Linked DNA regions of Mus musculus: region 1 is linked to region 2. A link is a contact called in public Micro-C data. All regions are on one chromosome and are shown on one strand. Each heading gives the region's core, a stretch centred on a gene start, on an enhancer-like site or on the middle of the called end of the contact. The rest is flanking DNA. Distances are from core to core; before and after follow the strand shown. Region 1 overlaps Gm30234 (a long non-coding RNA gene). Region 2 holds the start of Xpnpep1 (X-prolyl aminopeptidase (aminopeptidase P) 1, soluble).

Region 1 (2,700 bases), core at 49-2,548, 55 kb after region 2:
GTAAATTTGGGGTTATGAGGAGGGGAGAAGAGTGAGGACCTGGGAAGGGATAGAGGCAGGCAAGTGGACATGTAGACAGACAGACAGACAGATGGGAGCAGAGCCATGAGGGCTGAGAGAGGACTTCAAGGGCAGTGGGGAAACAGGAAGGAGGATAGACAGAGAGCTGCTGACTGAGTGGCGGGCAGGTCCTTTTATATGCAGTACACACAGTGGGCCACTTCTTAAGCAATTGCTAGGCCCCTGAGGGCAGGCCAGCTGAATGCTTGCATACTGACCCTGATTTGACACACTTCAGTTAACAAGAACAGTTAGCCACAAGCAGAACCAGAGAAGCCAAAGAGCAAGGTTAGTGCATTCCGAGACTTTCCTGTAACTGTGGGCTTGGATGGCTCGGGCCTTTGTTTTCATTTTGGCAGGCGGTGCTGTCCGCATGCTGAGTTTTACAGCCTGGACGGTACTTCCCTATGGAGTCAGCTAAGTCTGTACTAAATTTATTTTTATTTTGTGGGTGCTTGGCCTATATGTATGCATTTGTGACCCTGTGTAGGTCAGAAGAAGGTGCCAGAGTCCCTGAAACTGGAGCTGTAGGTGGTTGTAAGCTGCCACATAGGTGCTGGGAATTGAACGTGGACCCTTGCAAGAGCAGAAAATGCTCTTAACTGCTGAGCTGTTGCTTTAGCTCCAAAGGATTATCTCTTCCTCCTCCTCCTCCTCCTCCTCCTTCTTTACCTCTTCTTCCTCTTCCTCCTCCTCCATCTCTTCCTCCTCCTTCTCCCCCTCCTCTTCCTCCTTTTCTTTTGCTTGCCCAACAGCTTTTGTCACTAAGAATCTCTGCTTGCTTTGATATTGAAGCACATGGTACCTAGCTTCAAGAAAGCTTCAAGCCTTGGATGTAGCTCGGTGGGTAGAGTATTCGTTAGCATGCATGAGGCCCTGGTTTTGTTGTGTGGTCCCTCCAGGGGTCACCACCAGCAGAGAACAAACCACGAAGAGGTGAGAATTAAAACTCACCACAGCCAGACTTGGCCAGTCAGACTGGATCCAAACTTCTAGAGAGTCTGAAACCATAGTTCATTTTTCTTACATATCTAAACACTGTACCTTTTCCACTTGATAATTATCACACACACAAAAGAAAAAGTTAGAAGAAGAGGAGGAGCTAGAGAAGTTATTCACTGATTAGTAGCCCTTGCTGGAGGTAGAAGAAAGATGTCTGTAAGTTCAAGGGCTCTCTGGAATGTCTACATAGTGACAGATAGCCAGGGCTATAGAATGAGATCTGCCGGAGGTGGGGGGGGGGGGGAGGAAATGAACTTGCTGCTGTTCTAAGATATGGGTTTGGTTCCAAGCATCTTTATCAGATGGTTCACAACCAACTGTAATTCCAGTGCCAGGAGATTCGATGCCTACTACTGGCCTCTGACTACAACCTTCTCACTGTTGGCCAGGCACCACCCTCCCTCTGATTCTAGTTTTGCCTACAACATTCCCCTGGGCTCTGTGGCGGAGTCCTTATTAACCCCTCCAGGCAAGGAACCCTGCTGCCTTATCTTAAGTGGCCCAGCTCTGGGTCATTTCTCTGCCTGCAATAATCCCTCAGGTTCAAGGCTTCAGGTGCTCATCATCTAACCTTTACGACCGCAGCAGGGGAGTGTCTGTTCCTGCTTCATTCTCACTTTAGCCAAGGGAAACTGACTCAGAGAAAGCAGCATCTTATCTCATAATGGAACTAGGATTCAAACTCAGAATTGATGCTCGGTGCTACTTTTATTTATTATATAATGTACTGTATAATATATAAACTATATTGTCTATTATATAATTATGTATTATTATATAATGTATACTTATTAAATTATTGCTGATTATTAGTATTAGAGGGATGTATCATTAATATTTCATAGACTGGAAAAATTTTAAATCTACTTTGGGGCTCTGGTTTGCAGCTAGCAAATATGTGTGTATTTATGTATATGTGTGAGTGTGGGTGAGTGTGCACATGAATGCACACCCGTCAGGCCATTACAGATATCTAAATATCACTATCACTTAGTTTGTATTCAAATTCTCCAAGGGCACTGATACAGAATTCCCATAACTGATACATAATTCCATCTGCAGATAGAGATGGCTTTCTGGATTCCGAGTCAATGTACCATGCTTGCCCCATGTTGCAGTATGCTACTCATTTCTGAGTAAGTGATTGGGGGAAAGCCCAGTGGACAGTGCTAAGCAAGACTAGTCATCAGACCTAAGACCAAAGTGAACAGTGAGCACATGACGGGTAAAGAGGACAGAAGCCGAGGGGAAATGGTCTGTGGCTGAGAGCTTAAAGTAGTCCACTCTCCTTGGAAGGCAGAGCTCTCTCAGCCCTCTGTCTCCTTGTCCTCTTCCTCTTCAAGATTCATCTTTCGTTTGAGTTATGTGTTTATATTGGACATGAACATATGAATTCAGGTGCCTATGGAAGCAAGAAGTCAGATCCTCTGGAGGTAGAGACACAAGTGCTGGGATTCAAAGTCAGGCCTCTACAAGAGCAGCCAGTGCTCCCAACCACTGAGCCAACTCTCCAGCCCATGCAAACTGTCCAGGTTGCATGTCTTGTCGATTCCGCTGAAAGTCGGGTGTCAATCTGAAGGCTCCCCACAAAAAAAAAAAAAAAATGGAGGCTCAGAGAGGCAAGGCTGTGGAGGCTCT
Region 2 (2,811 bases), core at 41-2,540:
CCAGCCTCCATTTGCCTCCTTCAAGGAGTTCAGTTTGACCTTCTAAACTGAAAGGGGTCCTCATCTGTACACTGGATGGCACTGAAATTCTACCACTTCCGGAAGGCACCCTCCCTCTCAGCCTACCATCTGACGTTCACTGACCACCCCCAATACTGTGACTACGGATCCAGGATCCAGCAACGACTGTGGTGTGGTCCTCAAGCTGCCTCCGAACCTTTGACATTACATCATTATCCAATTGCCTGACTTTATTTCCAGCAGAAGACGTCCAGGAAGGTCTAACCACATGGACAATTACCCACACCACCCACCATCGTGCATATATAAACTTCTTGGTCACACTTAACACGCTGTGACAAGACCAGGTCTGGGTCAAGGTAGGCTTGAGATCTGTCCACTCACAGAAACAGGCATAATATGGTCGGAATTTCACAAGTCGGGCTGCGGTGCCTCATGTGTTCTTTCAAGACTCAACTGGTCTGAGAGGATGGGTACGCCCCTGTGCATCCCCTCAGAGTTTTAATTCTGGTTTTATGTTCTTAGCATCTCCCACTTTAAATAACCAAGTGTGCCTGGTTCGGGTGCAGAAGGGATACACTAAAGCATGTTCAACATGAGTCTGGGAAGTGTCTTCTCACTTCCTGTGTCCAAGAAGAACCCAGAGCAGGCTCCAGGAGGATTTTCCGGAAGGCTATGCCTATCTGTTTCCTGATACAGCCCCTGAGACCATTTGGGTGGGGAGGGCACAACGGCTGCCTGTCTCTGTTGGGAGTTTGAATCAAGAGGTAAAATGCAGTCATCAGAATGATCAGGGTTGTAACTTTAGATCGCCGCCGTGGAGGAAGGAAAAGGGCAGGGGCACAATCACTTCTGGGTACCCGGGGTGGATCCAAGAGGGACCAACTTCCTGCAACAGCAGGGCCTCCCCTCAGGGTCGGGGGTGGTAAGGATCACCGCTTTCCCGGGACCAGCGAGGCAGTTCCTCGGTCACACTGGTCCCTGGACCGGCTCCGGCCGCCCGGAGGTGCCCGGGGGCCCCGCCGGAAGCGAGCTGAGTCCTGCCGGGCTGCACAGATCGTTCCCCGGTTCCCGCTGGGGCAACCCCCGCTAGCCAAGGCCATCCCCGGACGGCCGCGGGCCCGTCGCTGCTCGCCCTCTCGTCCCTACCCTCCCGGGGGTGCAGCTCGCGCGCCGGGCGCCGGATGCCGGTCAGCCGGCACAGTCCCCTCACCTTACTCGCGGCGGCTTTCTGGAGGCTGCCATTCGGCGGTGACGTGCCCCAGCCCACGTCAGGGGAGCGCAGACCAGCTGATCACCCACGGCCAGGCGCGCGCACCGGGCAGGCCACTCCTCCCCTCTGTGGCGTGCTCACGCAGAGGCTCCGCCCCGCTGTAAACCCCGCCCGTTCACCGGAGTGGGCGTGGCCGAGTGTCAGAATTCCAAAACCTTTGGGCTGTTGCTTGGAGAGGGTGTGGTGTTCTGTGCAACCAATTGGGAGAGGCGCCGGTCAGTCGTCACTGATCTTCCTCTCCATTTAAGAGGAAGGACAGGCGTTTTGCCAGCTAAGGAAGCTGCATGCTTCTCCGGTTTGTTCCAGCTTTTAGGTCAGCTAAGACGAGAGAGTCGTGGCCAGCTCTGCAAGAACCTATTTTAGGGTCCTGGAGACACTGACTGGATCAGGATATAACTTGCTGAGACCTTAGAGATGTCTTCCAAATGATTATTCCCAACAGCTTCAAAACTTACTGCTCACTTGGGCTAACGATCGGGCGTTAAAGCGTCCAAACCTAGCTCCTAACCCTATGTACAAACAAAAACATTCTTCACGTAGGGCTTTTTCATCTCAGTCGGTGGCTATTCCATGTTTTAAGGGCAAAAATCTTGACGTAATATCTGCCTTATTCCCCGGTCCATGCCCCATCTGCCCAAGATCCGCTTGGTCCTGGCTTCAAAGTAGATCCGTAGCCCCACCCACTTCCATCACGTCACCTATCTGGGGTGCATCACTTCCACCTCACCTGTGTGACGCCTGCATAGAAGCCAGACCGAACCTACCCTGAGGTGTCCACTTGACCATTCTAGAATCGCCTGGGAGAAAAAGCCCCTGGGCCTGGCTGGAGGGTTGTCTTGTGTTATTTAAGACGGGCAGAACCACTCCCTAGGTAGAGGATTCTAGACTGTATAAAATCAATGGAAATGAGCTGAAGACGAGCATGAATATATTACTCTCGCCTCTTGACTACCGATGTAAGGCCTGGCTCCCTGACTAGATGAACGGAAACTGGAAGCCGAAGAAGTCCTTTACCCCTCAAATTCCTTTCGCCAGAATGTTTTATCACAACGACGGGAAAAGAAACTAAGCAGTCCCCATTTCATTTGGAGTGACTCTTCTTAATCACAGCTCACAGGTCACCTCACTCCACCTAAGCTGGCCTTCCCTATCTTTGACACTCACAGTCCCGTCAAGTGTCACCTCCTCGATGAAACCTGCTTAAAGCTGTAAACCGCTTGGACCCATCCGGGCCCCTTTCCCACAGCTTCTACTGTTGTTCACCGGAGTTCATCTTCTGAGGATAGTCTCTCTACCCTGCACACATACTATAGCCATCAGAGCAAGAGTTGTTTCTGTTGCTTAAAAATGGGCAGGAGGGCTAGAGAGATGGCTCAGCGGTTAAGAGCACTGACCGCTCTTCCAGAGGTCATGAGTTCAAATCCCAGCAACCACATGATGGCTCACAACCATCTGTAATGAAATCTGATGCCCTCATCTGGTGTGTCTGAAGATAGCTACAGTGTGTATATATATAT

Evidence for each region. A called contact is a pair of places that touch in the nucleus more often than the background predicts.
Region 1: a contact with region 2 is called in a Micro-C map of the G1E-ER4 cell line, with 2.7 times the contacts expected there. The contact joins the enhancer-like site here to the promoter of Xpnpep1 in region 2. A contact is called at or near these places in 3 of 39 promoter capture datasets (cranial neural crest, hippocampal neurons and liver), 1 of 15 datasets of contacts at CTCF or cohesin (the NIH/3T3 cell line), 14 of 484 Hi-C or Micro-C datasets (the C10 cell line, the G1E-ER4 cell line, brain and 9 more), 10 of 115 datasets of contacts at active chromatin or transcription factors (bone marrow-derived macrophages, embryonic fibroblasts, embryonic stem cells and 5 more) and 3 of 9 other capture datasets (adipose tissue, liver and pancreatic islet).

What each region holds. Positions count from the first base shown.
Region 1 is chr19:53,092,178-53,094,877 of GRCm38.p6, forward strand. All of the region lies in intron 1 of Gm30234 (a long non-coding RNA gene), which reads right to left. Among named protein-coding and RNA genes, the nearest start is that of Gm41862, 8.5 kb to the left of the region's middle. Within about 2 kb of position 1,299, at least 11 of the 459 cell types and tissues checked have an H3K27ac peak or open chromatin away from gene starts, as enhancers often do. A contact at or near this core is called in the G1E-ER4 cell line and microglia, where this site is marked.
Region 2 is chr19:53,037,280-53,040,090 of GRCm38.p6, forward strand. It overlaps Xpnpep1 (X-prolyl aminopeptidase (aminopeptidase P) 1, soluble), which reads right to left and starts at 1,291. Exons shown (of 20, transcript NM_001374834.1): 1 at 1,235-1,291.